Regions from separate parts of the Mus musculus genome. Here region 2 is linked to region 1. The links are chromatin contacts, called in public Hi-C maps. All regions are on one chromosome and are shown on one strand. Each heading gives the region's core, a stretch centred on a gene start, on an enhancer-like site or on the middle of the called end of the contact. The rest is flanking DNA. Distances are from core to core; before and after follow the strand shown. Region 1 has its middle 62 kb from the start of 4930555M17Rik. Region 2 holds the start of Pex2 (peroxisomal biogenesis factor 2).

Region 1 (7,477 bases), core at 2,432-4,931:
TTGTTTTGAATTTAGTAAGAAACATATTAAAATAAGAGGCCATTGTCTTCAAATACATTGCAGACTCCAAATATTTCTACAGCCTTAATAAAATTATTTTTGTAGTTTTTTGAATGTTGACTAAAATGCATTGTTCCTTAAACTATTTTGACTAAGAAGCCATGTGTGTGTGTGTGTGTGTGTGTGTGTGTGAGTTGTGTGAATTTGATCACAAAATAGTGTTTATTAAGTGCACCATCATTTTTGATATTTTCTACTCTACTTTATGTTTTAAAAGCAATGTTCATGTTTCTTAAATAAATTTTCTAATCTAGTTGGAAATCACAAGTCCCAGTTGAAAGAAATGCTAGGTCAGAACATAATCTGTTCATGTGCTAGGAGAGAAGAGACTTTGAGAACTTCCAGAGAGAGAGATGTTATATAAGAGAAAATGACATTTTGTTTCTCTCCAAACATTGTAATGCTTTGATTTGCTTTCCAAAAAGGCAGAAGGTTACTTGAAGGTGAGACGAATCTTACTATGTGGTGGATGACAATCATAAACTTACTGCTTGATCTATTAGGATCAGGATATCCAGAAGACTACCATTTTCATCTGCTTTTATGGCAAACATTGCACAAGGGTTACAGTTCTGCTTTACCTGGGGTACAGTCCTCTAAATCAGTTAATCTAGATGCTGAACTATGAGGAACAGAAGTTCAAGGACTTTAGGCTACAGAGTATATTCAAAGCCCATTTGCACAACATAATGAGAATGCGTTTCAACATAAAACGCGAAAATGAATAGGAGAAATAGGCTCACTACTAGATAGCACAGTCCTTGCCTCAGAGGCACCTGAGGTACCTCTGCATTCAGTTCCATTTTTAAAATTGTAAAGTTAGAGATCAGCAATCAGGCAGCATTTCTCTTCAGGTGGATTTTGTGATTCTCAAAAGCAAGCATCATAACTTCTGTATCTTTTGTACCTTTATCCATGTTTCATACTTGGCAGACACAGCCTCTGCCTTCTATGATAATATAGTCTAGCTGTAAAGAAATGACAACTGCCAGTAGGAAGAACCTTAGTCATATAATCAAGAGCAATATATGTCTTCAGAGCTGTGATTTGGAGACCAACCTCACAAGACGACAAAATCCAGTGAGATTAGTCAGGAAAAAATGTCTGACGGAGGTAAATTCTAAATTGACCTTTGAAAGACTGACAAATGCTTAGGGGTAAGTGGTTTTGTAACAGCTTCACTTGCTGGGTCCCAGTATGATTTTTTTTTTTTTTTGAGAAAAGCAATTTCAATGCAAAGAGAAAATATAAAACCTAGGGCAATTTTTTTCTGTAGATATGGGCTTTGAACCAGTTTTAATTTATCTTCAAAAAGAACCAGCCTAGTGGTACAATAGCATCACTAATAGTTGGAGATTGGGAGGAAATCAAAACTGGTGACTTTCAAGTCTAATACAGAAGACATTAGTACCAACTGTTTGTATTGTTCCAGGGAGGAAGCTAAGCAGGAACGTCAAAGAAATGGAGAAATGACAGACAGACAGACAGACAGACAGACAGACAGACAGACAGATGAATACACAGAGAAATGAGGTAGAATGCATTAGGCTTTCTGCTGGAGAAACCATTGTACCTCAGAAGCTCAACCTATTTGTTACATACAGTTGAGTAGAGAAATGAGGTTATTGGAGAAGGCTGGTTATTACAGATAAACAATGACTCAGAGTTTATGGCATACAGATGGATCAAGGAGACAGGCTTAGCAACTCTTAGTAGAAGCACAGGGTGTCAGTCTTCAGACTATAATCATCCATGTGGGAAGAAACCTATTGTGAATTTTTGCACACACAGTAGGCACACACTGCCTTTTTGCTTTGGGTCTGAGACTAGGGCCCTTGATATAGTTATGCTCATGTCATCAAGGCAGACTCACACTGGATGTCACACCCTCAAGTATCTCTTCATCTCCAACACAGTAACAGTGGTGGCTTTTAAGAAATAACTGATTGGATTGGTTACTGTGAAATAGGACTCAGAAACCTAAAACCCAAAGGCATATGTCCCCAACTAGTCCTAAGAAGTTCAAGGCCTCTGAGGCAACAGTTTACAATGAAGGTCAGTTCCAAGAAATGATAACTTAGTGATCTGGAGAAAGGAATGAGTATTAAGAAATTTCTTGTCGAGGTTATATGTATATATTGTAAAATAAGCTTCTTCAAATGGATATTTTTCAATAAAATCAATGTTTCTCTATATTAGATGACATACATGTAATTTACTGTTCATGAATCTGTGATATATTGGTTATCTGAATTTCATATATGAGTCTTGTGGGCTACTCAGTTGATATGGCTGACAAGAGGAAGAACAGGCTCCTGATTCCAAACCTATGATTTCCAAAGACGTGCAAAGTCTCCCTCATTCAGTATCACAGTGAGGGTGTGCTTAAATTTTACTTTATTATTTTTTAATTAAGTAATTAATTAACTAATATGTATTTATTTATCTATTTATTTACTGACCTCTGGGTACATGGTCTGATAGGGAATTCCAGTTTCAGCCATGGAAGTGTCAATCATATTAAATAGCCAGTATATAGTAATGCCAGTAATACATTGACAGAAATAGAAATATTAATAATATAGATTGTTACTAGAGTTGTGAGTAGAAATTGCTTTACATGTATCAGACATCTACAGGTGAACTTTTGGAAGTATATTGGCTTAGTTAGCTTTCATTTAATATGAATTCAGTGTATGTGGAAGTTGGAACATAGGATTTGAGTATTACATTTTCTAGAAAACTGGGAAAGACATCACAAAATCTCTACTTTCATTACGGTACACTTGTAGGCATTTGCCTTTATCTTTCTGGAATACAAGCTATTCATTTTTTAAGTGTTTCACTCAGATTTACAAAGCATTAAGAAAGTTTATTAATTACCCTTTCCTTTACAACATGCCAGAAGATTTTCTCTTTCCCTCCCTACTAAATGTATCTTAAATCCTAAATAGATTCATGGGATTAAGTTATAGGACTAATATTGGGCAGACTTACCCAGGATTTATTAGGGATGAATGTGACCAATGGAATTGGCAGCTGGAGTGTTCCTCCTACTTTCTTCCCATGTCATAAAATAACATTGTTGTCATTATTGCCTCATTTCCATAGCTTGAAATATGCTCATCAGTCTGAGCATAACTAAATAGTTTTATTAGCGGGAGGAGGAGGAAGAGGAGGAGGAAGAGGAGGAGGAAGAGGAAGAGGAAGAAGAATCAAAGGAACAAAGAAAATCTTTCCAGTTTTCAGATGGTCAGCTGACATCAGAGGACTGGCAAGTTGCCAAAGCACAACTCTTCATCTCCTCTACTGCCTCCCACACCCAGATGATGGAATAAGTCGTATTCAAAATATTTTGGGAGCCTCTTGTTGCAGGCAGGAACATCCAGTTTTGCCTACTGATGAATCCTTACTGTTACAAATTAGCTATGCAGAACTTGTCTCAAGTGCTAAAAGTGCCAGTAATGGTCATACTTTTGTCTTAAAAACACATGTCTGAACTGTAATGGTGGTGCTAATCCTGATTTATTCCTCCAAATGCCAAACCTGGAAGGCAAGGTCACAAAGGTCAGTGGGTTTCCCTTATGGTAAGCTTCAAACAAAACAAGAGAAGCTTGGCTAGAGGAGACACTGGCGGATGGGGTGACTCTAATCTTGCCCTCCTTTACCCAGACAGCCCTCTTACAGCTCAGCTGTCACCCAGGATTACTGACTGCCTTCCTGGGTGGCTGCTGCTTAGCCCCTGAAATGTTTTGCTCATTTTTTTTCTCCAGTAGAACCAACTGTCTCCTTAGAAAAAAAAAAAAAAACCCTAAAACCAAAAAATATTGCAGCCCTCATGTTAATAAGACCTCAGGATTCCCTCCGACTGAAAGCCGTGCAAGCTAGGAAGGATCCTCTTTTGTCTCGTTCCCACGTTTTACACAAGTTTTCAGTCTCCTTAATCTTTTACATTCAAAACATTTTGGTGTAGTAGATCTGTATTTAATTAGCACAGACACTTGGAAAACTAAGTCACTTGGCCTGACAAGGAGAAGAAGGAAGGAAGAAATGTTTCAAACCTAAAGATCTGACACTCCAAAGTGCAGCAGCTTAGCTACATCATCTCCCAGTTATTGAGGCTGGATATGGAAGCAATCCTACGTTTATAAAGTATTTGGAAGCAACTCCGATTAGGATTAGTACTCTACCTCATGTGAACAGGAGTTATCACATTCTGACACCATGTCCTGAAGCTGATCCAGCTTTCAAGGTTTGTGCAGTGAACTAGGAACCTTTAAACCCCAGCACCCCTTGTACTCTGGTGTACACTTGCTATCTGGTCTCCATCAGATGGCTGACCTCAATGCTTGCCAGTAGCTTCAGTGTGTGTTTCCTCTCCTGTGATTTCATGCTCTCCCTATTCACTACCTCACAGGTATCGCTATGGTAAGAAATAAACCCTGTGGGGGTTTTGAAGAAGTCACAAAGAATTCTGTCCATGCTAATTTCCCTTCGGGTAGCCCCATAACTCTCACATACTGTCAAACTGGTAGAGGCATAGACAAACGTCTCTCTTCAAAATAAAGCCTACAAAGGGAGGTCAGAGGGAAAATGTGCTTGAGCCAAACCTGAAGGCCTGAATTTAATTCCTGGGTCCCTCATCACAGAGAGCAGTCACTGAATCCTGTGAGTTGTCTTTTGACTTCTACTGGTTGAATATGTGTTCCACTCCTGTAAACTTAATAGATGCAATATTTTTCAATTATCATTAATCTAAATCATTACACCCAATCATTATGACTAAAAGTCATATTAAAGATTTGCAACATTATAAAAGTATTTTTTTAGGGTTTGGGGGGTTGTAGCATAGTGGTAGAATATGAACTTGGCATGCAGGAGCCCCTAAACTTGATCTGTGCCCAGTATCAAAGAAATAAAAAGGAAGAAAACGTTGTACAATCCCAGCACTCATGAGACTGAGGCAGGCATAATGGTATGAATTCTATCCCAATCGGCACTACAGAAGGAGACCCTCAATGAAAACAAACAAACAAACAAACAAATAGTAAAGAAAGGTAAGGAGAAAAGACAACTCAGAAAAGAATGTGTTCAGGTATATAACTTAATTAACATTAACAGCAAATGAAGATTGCCACTTTCCACTTCTCTGCTTACATCACATTACCACCACTGTCTTCTGTACATTGCCATGATATATAAGAAAAGCTAAAGCTGCTTCCCTCCTAAGAAATTAGAAAAGAATGTTCCATCAAGGATATTTCTAACAATAATGATAACAGGTATTAGATGTTTCTTTGAGTATAATCTTGTTGAACAATCTACTGGGGCTACAGTATTTCTTACTCCCAAGACCCGGAGGCAGGGAAAATGACCCTCTATCATTCTAATGTCTGCAGATGTTAACTGAGAAACACATGGGCCATTAGAATCACATATTTAGATAATGTCTGTCATTCTGTGTTTTTGTTTACTTTCTACTGCCTTGATAAAATGCTTACGAAAACCAACATAGGCAGAAAAGAGTTCATTTCAGCCTACATTTTACATCAAGAAGTAAAGTTGGACCAAAAACTCAAGATAGGAATATGGATGCAGCAACTGAAGCAGAGCCTCTTTAGAAAGGCTGTTCAACTTGCTGTCTTATTCTGTACAGAACATCCTACAAAGGAGTGGCTGGTACCACCCACCATGGTTTTGTTCCTGCCATATCAATCATAAATTAAATGAGTGACAGACTTGCCTTCAGAACAGTTTGATGGAATAACATTCTAAGTTGAGGCTCCCTCATCACAGATCACTATAGTTTATATCAAGTTGACAGAAACCTAATCCATGTGTCCTCTTAAACTTGATATCTAGAATCATCCTTGGCATATTTGTTTTTCTTACATTAGATACCCAGTTTCCTCTTTTTTCTAGGAGAGAGATCTTTTTACTTTCTTTAGACATCTCTTTTGTGACTATCTTGAAGTACTCAATGTACAAGTTTCATCACTCAACTCTGTTTATAAATGTCTGAAAAACACATCAAAACTACTTCTTTTCCAATTTCTTTCTCTTTCTTTTAGAATTACACTTACATTTCCATACATCTCTATGTATAATACACAATAAAGGAATAAAAAACATTTTACATTGAGTTTATACATACATATAAATTGTGCTACATTTGGTCTGGACCAAACCCTACATATGCTCTGTATCATAGGGGCTTAAGAGGACTTTACAATATACTTAAGCCATGACCTCTCAATGATCTGGCTAAAACAGCAACACTTTATCCTGCCTTAAAGAATCAGATATGATACTCTGGATATATGTGTACCTGTATGCATTTGTGTGCCTGCATGTATGCGTGGGTGCATAAGGTTGTGAAATGCAAATGGCAGTGTTTTGGAGAATGAAAATACCAGATCAGTGAAAGGGTTCAGGAAAGAAAGGTCATACCAAGAATGGGTCTGGACCTCTAGTGGCTGGGAATCTTGAAGCAGAGGGAAAAGGGGAGCTAAGTGGAGCTTACTGACCAGTCTCTCTGACTCCAGTCTTTGTTCTCCTTCATTTCTCCTCTGCACTCAAGCTGCCAGAAAATAGAAATCTGATCATGATAATCCCTTACTTAAAAGTCTTTAATAGCTCTCTGCTAACCCACAGGATAAAGTCCAGACTCTTTAGCATGAAGCCTTTCTTTATCTGGTGTTGGCATTCGTGGCCAGCGTTATCTCTGTCTACTCCCCATCCATCTAGAAACATGCTGCTTTTCTATGTGACTGGATCATGCTGGGAGATTGAGCTTTTTCTTTTATTAAATATCAAATACTTTGAGGAAGTCTTTGGCCATAAAGAGGCTTCATGAATTTGTGTTTTACTTTGTTAACTTCTCAAATCTGCACATAGCTAGTAGAAAGAACATATGACAAAATTATGTTGCGGTTTGGTGCTAACACATTTATTCAATTGCACTCGGAAAAACTTCTTGTTTCTATCAACTGTTCCATAAAAGTTATCAATATACTTGCATTTAATAGGGTATCATTTCTTTTTAGTTTGCTGTGCCCTGACAAAGTCCAAGTATAGTGTTTGGGGGTGTGGGTGATCTTTTAGAAGAGAACCTATCACTACCACTTTGCTACACTAGTATAATCCTAACTAGATTCTGAATCTTATCTTGATCACCACAGATAAGGGAATTTCTAATTCTCATCAAAGACACTTCTCTTTATAGTAAATGGAAGAAATCACAAACAACCACACTGCACACATTTAAAGAATGTCTTCCAACACTTGACTGTGGGTATTCCCCAAGGCTGAGCTCTAAATACAGTCCTCATCTCATTTGCAGCTTGTGATTCATCAACTCTTATTGTTTCAAATTCCATACAAGCTTTGTAAGTCCGAAACATTTATCTCATGCATG
Region 2 (7,477 bases), core at 3,419-5,918, 120 kb before region 1:
CGTGTAAGCCAGTCACAATTAAATGATGTTCTTATGAGACTTGCCTTGGTAATGGTGTCCACAGCAGTAAAGTCCTGATTAAGACAGAAGTTGGTACCAGGAGTAGGCTATTGCTATGATAGGCCTGTCCATGTTTGTGTTTAGGAAAATGTGGATTTGGGGACTTTGGATTTGGAAAGCCATTGAATGGTTTAAGAAGGACTAAATGAGCTATCCTAGTAGGAATATGGAAGACTTAGTTGCTGTAAGTGATTTGAACTGTGTGGACCTGGCTCAAGAAGTTTTAGGAGAGAGCTTCAGTGTGTGGCCTACAGACAATTTTGGTAGTATTTTGGTGAAGAATGTGGCTACTTTTTGCCATTGTCTGAATCTGCCTGAGGCTAAGATAAAGAGACTCAGATTAATTGCAGTAACTAAAGGAAGTCTCAGAAATGCCCAGCAGAGACTTTGTTCTCTGGTTAAGTCTCATTTTATAGAAGTTTAGCAACCTGAGAAATAAAAAATATAAAATATATGGTTCAAGTATTAGAGGGGTACCAGGAAGTGAAATGGAGCTGAATCCTGTGTTCAAGGGGATAACAAATTAAGGGAGTGGGACTTTGGGACGAGATCATACCCAGATAGGTTTAGATTTGGCACAGTGATACACACTTTAATTCCATGTCAAGCAGATCTCTTGAATTCGAGGTCAGCCTGAGACAGAGAAAGTTCTAGGTGAAGAAAAGCTTAAATCCAGGCATGGTGATTCACTGTTAATCCCAGGAAATGGGCATGCAGATTTCAAGGTTAATCTACAAAGTAAGATCCAGGACAGCCAAGCTTAGGTAGCGAAGGAGTTGAAAAAGAGGAAGCTAGTGATAATATAATAAAACAAGGGGCCATGTTTCAGCTCCTGCAAACAGCAGAACTTGGCAGCTTCGGCCATTTTTCTCTGGCTTTATATTTAAGAGGAGAAGGGGACTACTGAGAAAAATTGATGCTGATTAGCTGGAGCTTAGAATTAGCAGTGATTAAGAAGATACCAGCATCACTGAGATGAAATCTTCTGGGAAGTTTTCTGGGAGCACAAAGGATCTGTGTTCCAGATATAGCCAAGGTTGTAACTTATTCTGCAGCTGTATTTGGTAATGTGTAAGAGTCATCCAGGGATACTGGTTTTGAAGGCATGAAGGGGTCATAAAGAATTGCTAAGGCTTGGCACTGTTTGAGGCTTTGGAAGACCATTAGTGAAGGTGCAGCCTCAGTTTTAGTTGGGCCAGGACTGAAGGAGTCGGGCAATGGAATTGAGGCTTAGCACTATGAAGAGAGCCTATGAGAAGCTTTGAACAAGCCTATGGGGGCCTGAAAGTGGAATGTGATGGTTTGTATATGCATGACTCAGGGAATGCCACAATTAGAAGGTGTGGCCCTATTAGACTAGGTGTGGCTTTGTTGGAGTAGGTGTGTCACTGTAGGAGTGGGCTATAAGATCATCATCCGAGCTGCCTGGAAGTCAGTATTCTGTTAGCAGCCTTCAGATGAAGATGTAGAACTCTCAGCTCCTCCTGCACCATTATCTGCCTGGATTCGACATGTTCCTGCCTTGATGATAATTGACTGAACCTCTGAACCTGTAAGCCAGTCCCAATTAAATGATGTCCTTGTGAGACTTGCCTTGGTCAATGGTATCTGTTCACAGCAGTAAAACCCTAAGACAACAATCAAATGTGTTTTTGTAAAACCAGTGACTAGGGAGATGTAAGCCTGGAATGGGGAAAGAATAGCTGAGGGCCTCACCCCCTGCTTCTAAGATAGAGGAAGATAGCCTCCAAATACAGACTGTGGGTGGTATCTAGGCATTGTATAAGTCCTCTGCTAACAAAAGTTAGGGAAAAAAATGGAACAGAAGGAAGAGGAGGGGAGGAGAGTAAAGGAAGGAAAAGGAAAGGAAGAAAGGAGAAGGAGAGAGAGAGAGAGAGAGAGAGAGAGAGAGAGAGAGAAACATCAACCTGACATCAGCAAATAGCAAACTACTAAACAACCAGTGAGCAAAGGGCCCACACTCCTCCGCTGAGCTTCAGAGAAAAACCAGGGCCTGCAGACACCTTGATTTTAGTGCACTGAGGCCCATCTTAAGATATAAAAATAAGTGTTGGTTTGAGGTGTTAACTTCACAGAAATTCTTTACAGCAGCAACACTAACATTAAAAGATTGTACAATCAACTTTTTCTTAAAAGACCCAATTATATTGATTTAAGAATAATGTAATATGCTAATATAAATTTACCTTCTTAAAGTCAGCAATTTAAAAATATGTTAGAGGCATAAATCAATGTGTTCTTAACATTTTTATTGGTAAATTCTTTAGAGCCTAAAAACCACTAAAAGGCAAAAGGAGGATATAGGATGCCATTATTTTCTTTGTACTTTAAAGGTAAAAGATTAATCAATTTTTTCTTCTTTAAATTCTCATAGTAAATGAAATATATTAATTTTTTCAGTACTTCTTAAAAGACCACAGTCAAGTCTTCATAAGATCCTTTGTACATCTGTAAGAATAATTCTTGGTTAAAATATTAATGTGTTGAATTTACAAATGCAAAATATGATATGCCTTGCTTATTATCTTCATAGTGACCAAACAGGTCCTTATTAGCTCCTAGAAATAGGCCATCTCTGTCTTCTCTTTGGCTTTTTTTCTCATTAACACTGTCTAGCAATATTCCTGGCCCAGGAATAAAGCCCAGCTCAGGTTTTTGTTCAATAAATGAGTGGATATGTTTTTAAGGCAAGTTTTAAAATAATAAAAACAAGTTTTCTGAAACTACTAGCTCACTACAAAGATTAATGAAGTACACTATATAAATATATCCTGATTTTAAATATTTTCAGCAGTAATTTTAAATGCTATGCTTCCTGGCATTCTTAAGAATCATCTAATATAATTCAAATTTCTCGTGCAGCTGGGATCTTTGTTATGGAGATACTGTGATGTGTGTTCATGAGACCTACTAAAACTCTTTGAACTAGAGATGCTTTCTGAAAATGTCTTCTCTAGCCATTATTGTGTGTGCACATGTGTGTGATGTGTTTGTTTATATGTAATTGCTATTGTGTGTGTGCATGTGCTTATATGGGGGAGACATAGTGAAGGATTCAAGAGCAGGTGATCTTTCCATTTGAGTATCTAGGATGAAATTTGTCCCTTCTGCTTGGCAGAAAGTACCTTCATTCCTGAGCCTTCTCCCTGGTCCCATTTTTATTTTATTTTTTTTTAATTTCACCTTTGTCCTCATAAAAATCAAGTGAACTAGGCAAGAAAATATGCAGTTGTCTTCCCAGCACATAGCAGCTGAGACAGAAGTGCTTTGAGGCCAACCATAGAGCTACATTGCAAAAGCCCGTATCAAAAGCAAAAAACACCAAAACCTAAACAGTCTATCACAGCCTACCTTGGGCTACCTTCCTACACAACTAAGTCAAAGCCTTGCTCTTCAAAGAGAATTCACTATTTTGAACAACAGCTCCCTACATAATAATAGGAACCCCATTACTTTAAATTTTTTGGAACACTTTCAATATAATGGCCAATGCATCAAATTGATGAGTATTTTGTATCCCTTTAAGCTGTCTTAGAATCGTGTCCATACCTTACAGTTAGAGTAGGCTGTATTTCAAACCAATCACAAGAAGATAGTGGTCACCATGGGGTGGGTATACTGGTGCATCTCTAGACACATCCCTGCAGTCCCTATCTGTATTCCATACCTACTGTAGCAAACTGGAGCTCCTCCTACAGTGTTTTCTACACTGTCAGGTTACTTGTTAAAAAGGGATTTGTTTGCTTTCTTTGTCTTCCACCCAATTTTGCTCCCAAGTTCTCCTTTAATATACTCCAGATACTAAGGTTTTTTTGTTTGTTTTGTTTTTTTAAAAACACACATTATTTAAAAAACAAAAAACAAAGAATCAGAATTGTACTGAGTGCATGATTCTGAGGTTCTTATTACCGCCTCCTTTATGCTGTCCATGTGTCATGCACAGAACTCTGATGCTCTGGGTAATTTCTGAAACAAAATACAATGAAAAGTTTTGGGGCATTGGAGACAATTGTATTTTTGTATCACTACCTCCACGAGCCTGGGGATGCAGGCGGGGTTGGTAGCATTAAAAAGACTTTACAACTTCGGTAGGCTCTACCTGATTTCCTAAGTACCTCCCGACCAACCCACCCAGCCAAGGCCATTCTAGCTCCTTGTCACTGGCCTGCCTCCCATCGGGTGGCCTGCAGCCTCTGCCCCAGTGGCTGCCCGATGGGGACCTAGTGTGCTGCCACACATCTGGGGACAAGGTCAGACCGACAACCGGGAGGACCCAAGGTCAGTCCCCGGCCCTCAGGTGCGCAGGCGCCGGGTCGCCAGCCGGCGGCACTTGTCCAGCGGCCGTCAGCGGCGTCCTTGGGCCCAGAGCCTGCCCGCAGAGCCCAGACCTCCCTCTGGGCCGGGACAGCAAAGCCTCTTCACGCCCGGCCCTGACCCCGCGCTGACCGCTCGGTGACGCTTCTGCCAATCAGAGGCAGCTTTGCGGACCAATCCCAGTGCGTGGAGTGTCCTCTTGGGCGTCTCTTCCCTTCGTCCCTTCGTCCCTTCGTCTCTTCGTCCCTTCGGCTCCTCGGCATTTTCCGTGGCCAGGCCTTATCCGGCTTTCCTCAGACCCGGTGTTGCTTCTGGGTGTAATTCCCCGCTCTCTCTTCAGCCACTTCCGGGTCTTCCGTCGCTCCGGAAGCCCGCAGATTCCGGAAGTGAGGGCGACCCAGATGCGGCCACGGAATGCCCAGCTTTCCGGAGATTGTTTGAGAAACGGCCGTGCGGCGCCCGGGCGTCCCGCAGACCCCGCAGGTCAGTGTCCGCTCGCAGCCGCCCCGCCGTAGGGCGCGCGGGCCGCACGCTCTGCGAGGACGGCGTCGCGAAGCTTGCCTTGGCTGCAGGCCGCGGTGGCTCAGTCTGTCTCGGTTCCGCAAAGGCGGTAAAGCAAGCCAGACGCCTAGTTTTCCTCTAGTTTAACGCTGTCACGCAGACAACGCTTCTGCCTCTGCACGCCCCGCGGCGACGCTGCAGACAGCCCGGAAAGCGCCTCCTCGCCTTTAGAACAGTACTAGATTGAGTGCTTTAACTCTTAAATAAGAATCTCTTGTAGTTTATGAGTTTTTCAGTGTTTTGGACTTTCAACGTTTCCAACAGCCCATTCTTGGTCTTCGTGGCAAGAGTTATGGAAGGTTTTCTTACAAGTTAGTTTCTGACTTACATTGCAATCCATTGGTTTGCTATAAGGAATGTTATAATCATTTCTCTTCTTTGTGGGGAGTCCTTAAAAGTCTTTGTTGGTTCAGTAGTTTATTCACGTGCCATTTTTCACACAGCAACACTTAGCAAAAGAACTTTTCACGGATTGAAACTTTCCCAGACTATCGGTTTCAAATATTCTGTGGGACCCTTTGCCACATTTTTCATCTTGATTATTTTAGATAATTGGTGTATGACTAAGGACCCCCATCCCGACCCTTACCAGTTTGTAGTCAAAACACCCTCCAGGAATGTGTGGCCTTTAGTTAAACCTGAACAGAATGGATTTGGAGTAGCTTCTTTCTGTTACTGTCTTGATCCTTTTTGTACTATCAATTACTTGTATCCAGAATGAGGAGAATTGAAAAATGAGTCAGAATTAGTAGGAAAAAAGACCCTCCCCCTTTTTTTTCTTTAAAAAGTAAAGAAACTGAGCATACTAGGCCACTAACATGAAAAGAATTAAGTTCTAGTCTTGATTATAGTTTGCTTCTGCCCAGCTCTACCTTTTGGACTAATTCTCTTCTTTAGTAATTAGAGGTAGCACTCAATCTGTGGCTTTAAAATTGTTCCATAAAAGAACTTTTGTAGAAATTTCCTGAAGCCATGCAGAGGAGAGACAAAGCAAGCCGGCTGTCAACTGTCGTTTAACAAGCACAGCTATTTATATGTTCTTTTACAACAGTGTTCCTGTAAGGATCTAGTTCACATCTTGGACCCGATGATCTGACTTGCTCCTCAGCATGAAAATTCTTCTTAGCACAATTGTTCATTGTTTTCAGTATGCATTCATCCGGTTATTCTGGCATCCTAAAGTTATGTATTCCTTATTTTTAAAAGGGACAAACATGGCAATGCTATCTTATTTTTTAAAAATAAGAAAAGTTTAATTCTGTCTTTTTGATCACTCATAATTCCCATTTCCCTTCCTACTGAATATCCTTGTTTTGTTTAAATTGAAGGTCTTCAAAGCCTTTGCATTAATTTTCTGTTTGATCCATTCAATATCTGAGCCTTGAAGGTATGTGAAGACTTGCTGGTCATGCCTTGTCTAGGAAAATTAGGGATCTAGCACTATATGATCTGCAGGGCATTAAGTAATTTTCAGGTTCCTATAGTACAAAGAAAGTCTGAGCTGTATCAGTTTTTATGTCAGAACCAACGTTCATTTGAGATTGCTTGCACCTTTCCCCCATTCTTGGTGAACCTGGTTGGACAACAGGAATGTAGGCTACGTAGTCCCTGTCTTCTTCCTGTGAAGTAAAGGTAACTTCTAAGTATTCTGTGGCCCTCCTGCGTGCCGTGAGAATGTGAGAGAAGCCTTGGGGAAAGCCTCAGCTGCTCCATCTCTCCTTGACTGTGAGCCTGGCAGCGATTTCAACTGAGTTTTATACATGGTAGTGGAGAAGGGGAGAGGAGTAGTCATCTCCTGGCCTTCCCATTGTGGACTGTGTGCCTTTCCAGCCCATTTCCTTCAAGACAGTCAAAAGTCCCTTTCTATAATGGGTTTTTTGTTTCTTGGTGGTTTTTTTTTTTTTTTTGTAGCTTTTTTTTTTCCTGTATTTATTATGTATTTTTATCAGAGCTCAGATTTCTTTCCTGAGTGAGTAAAGATAAAATACCACCCAATTGTCTTTCCGTCCTTATTAAAATGTATCAACCAGGAACTCCAAAGTAATTCTGTCTCTATCTTGTCTAACCCTTGTGTTTGGAGATGTGTTGGCATAATATCTACCTTACATACAATTCTGTATTCATAATAAATGATCAAACCACATTTTTTACCCAGAGAAGACTCTTTTTAGATTTGACATTCAGGCCCTTTGATTGAGTCCCTGACGGAATGTATAGGGGAGGGAATGTGGATGGGAGCTTGGGTGATTTACCACATTCCTTTAATTACTTTCTTCATCTGTAGTTTGGAGAGCTTAGTTATGAAATCTGTCTTTTGAATGATCCTGAGGAACAACAACAACAACAGCAAAAAAGCTAAGTTTATTGTCTACAAATTTTGGATTGATTACCAGCAATTTATTAATTGTTACTTGACCTTAAATTATATTTGTTTTAAAAGTAACATAATAACAGCTACTGTTTTAGACAGATTCCAGGACACAAAATAAAGGAAATATGTAGTGTCTGGTACAATTAGGTT

What was found. Hi-C and Micro-C count contacts between places; a contact is called where the count stands out from the background.
Region 2: a contact with region 1 is called in a Hi-C map of rod photoreceptor, with 4 times the contacts expected there. The contact joins the promoter of Pex2 here to the enhancer-like site in region 1. A contact is called at or near these places in 2 of 484 Hi-C or Micro-C datasets (the HPC-5 cell line and rod photoreceptor) and 2 of 9 other capture datasets (adipose tissue and liver).

The regions. Positions count from the first base shown.
Region 1 is chr3:5,449,880-5,457,356 of GRCm38.p6, reverse strand. No RefSeq gene overlaps it. Among named protein-coding and RNA genes, the nearest start is that of 4930555M17Rik, 62 kb to the left of the region's middle. Within about 2 kb of position 3,681, at least 9 of the 459 cell types and tissues checked have an H3K27ac peak or open chromatin away from gene starts, as enhancers often do. A contact at or near this core is called in rod photoreceptor, where this site is marked.
Region 2 is chr3:5,573,439-5,580,915 of GRCm38.p6, reverse strand. Pex2 (peroxisomal biogenesis factor 2) reads left to right here and starts at 4,668. Exons shown (of 4, transcript NM_001267715.1): 1 at 4,668-4,878.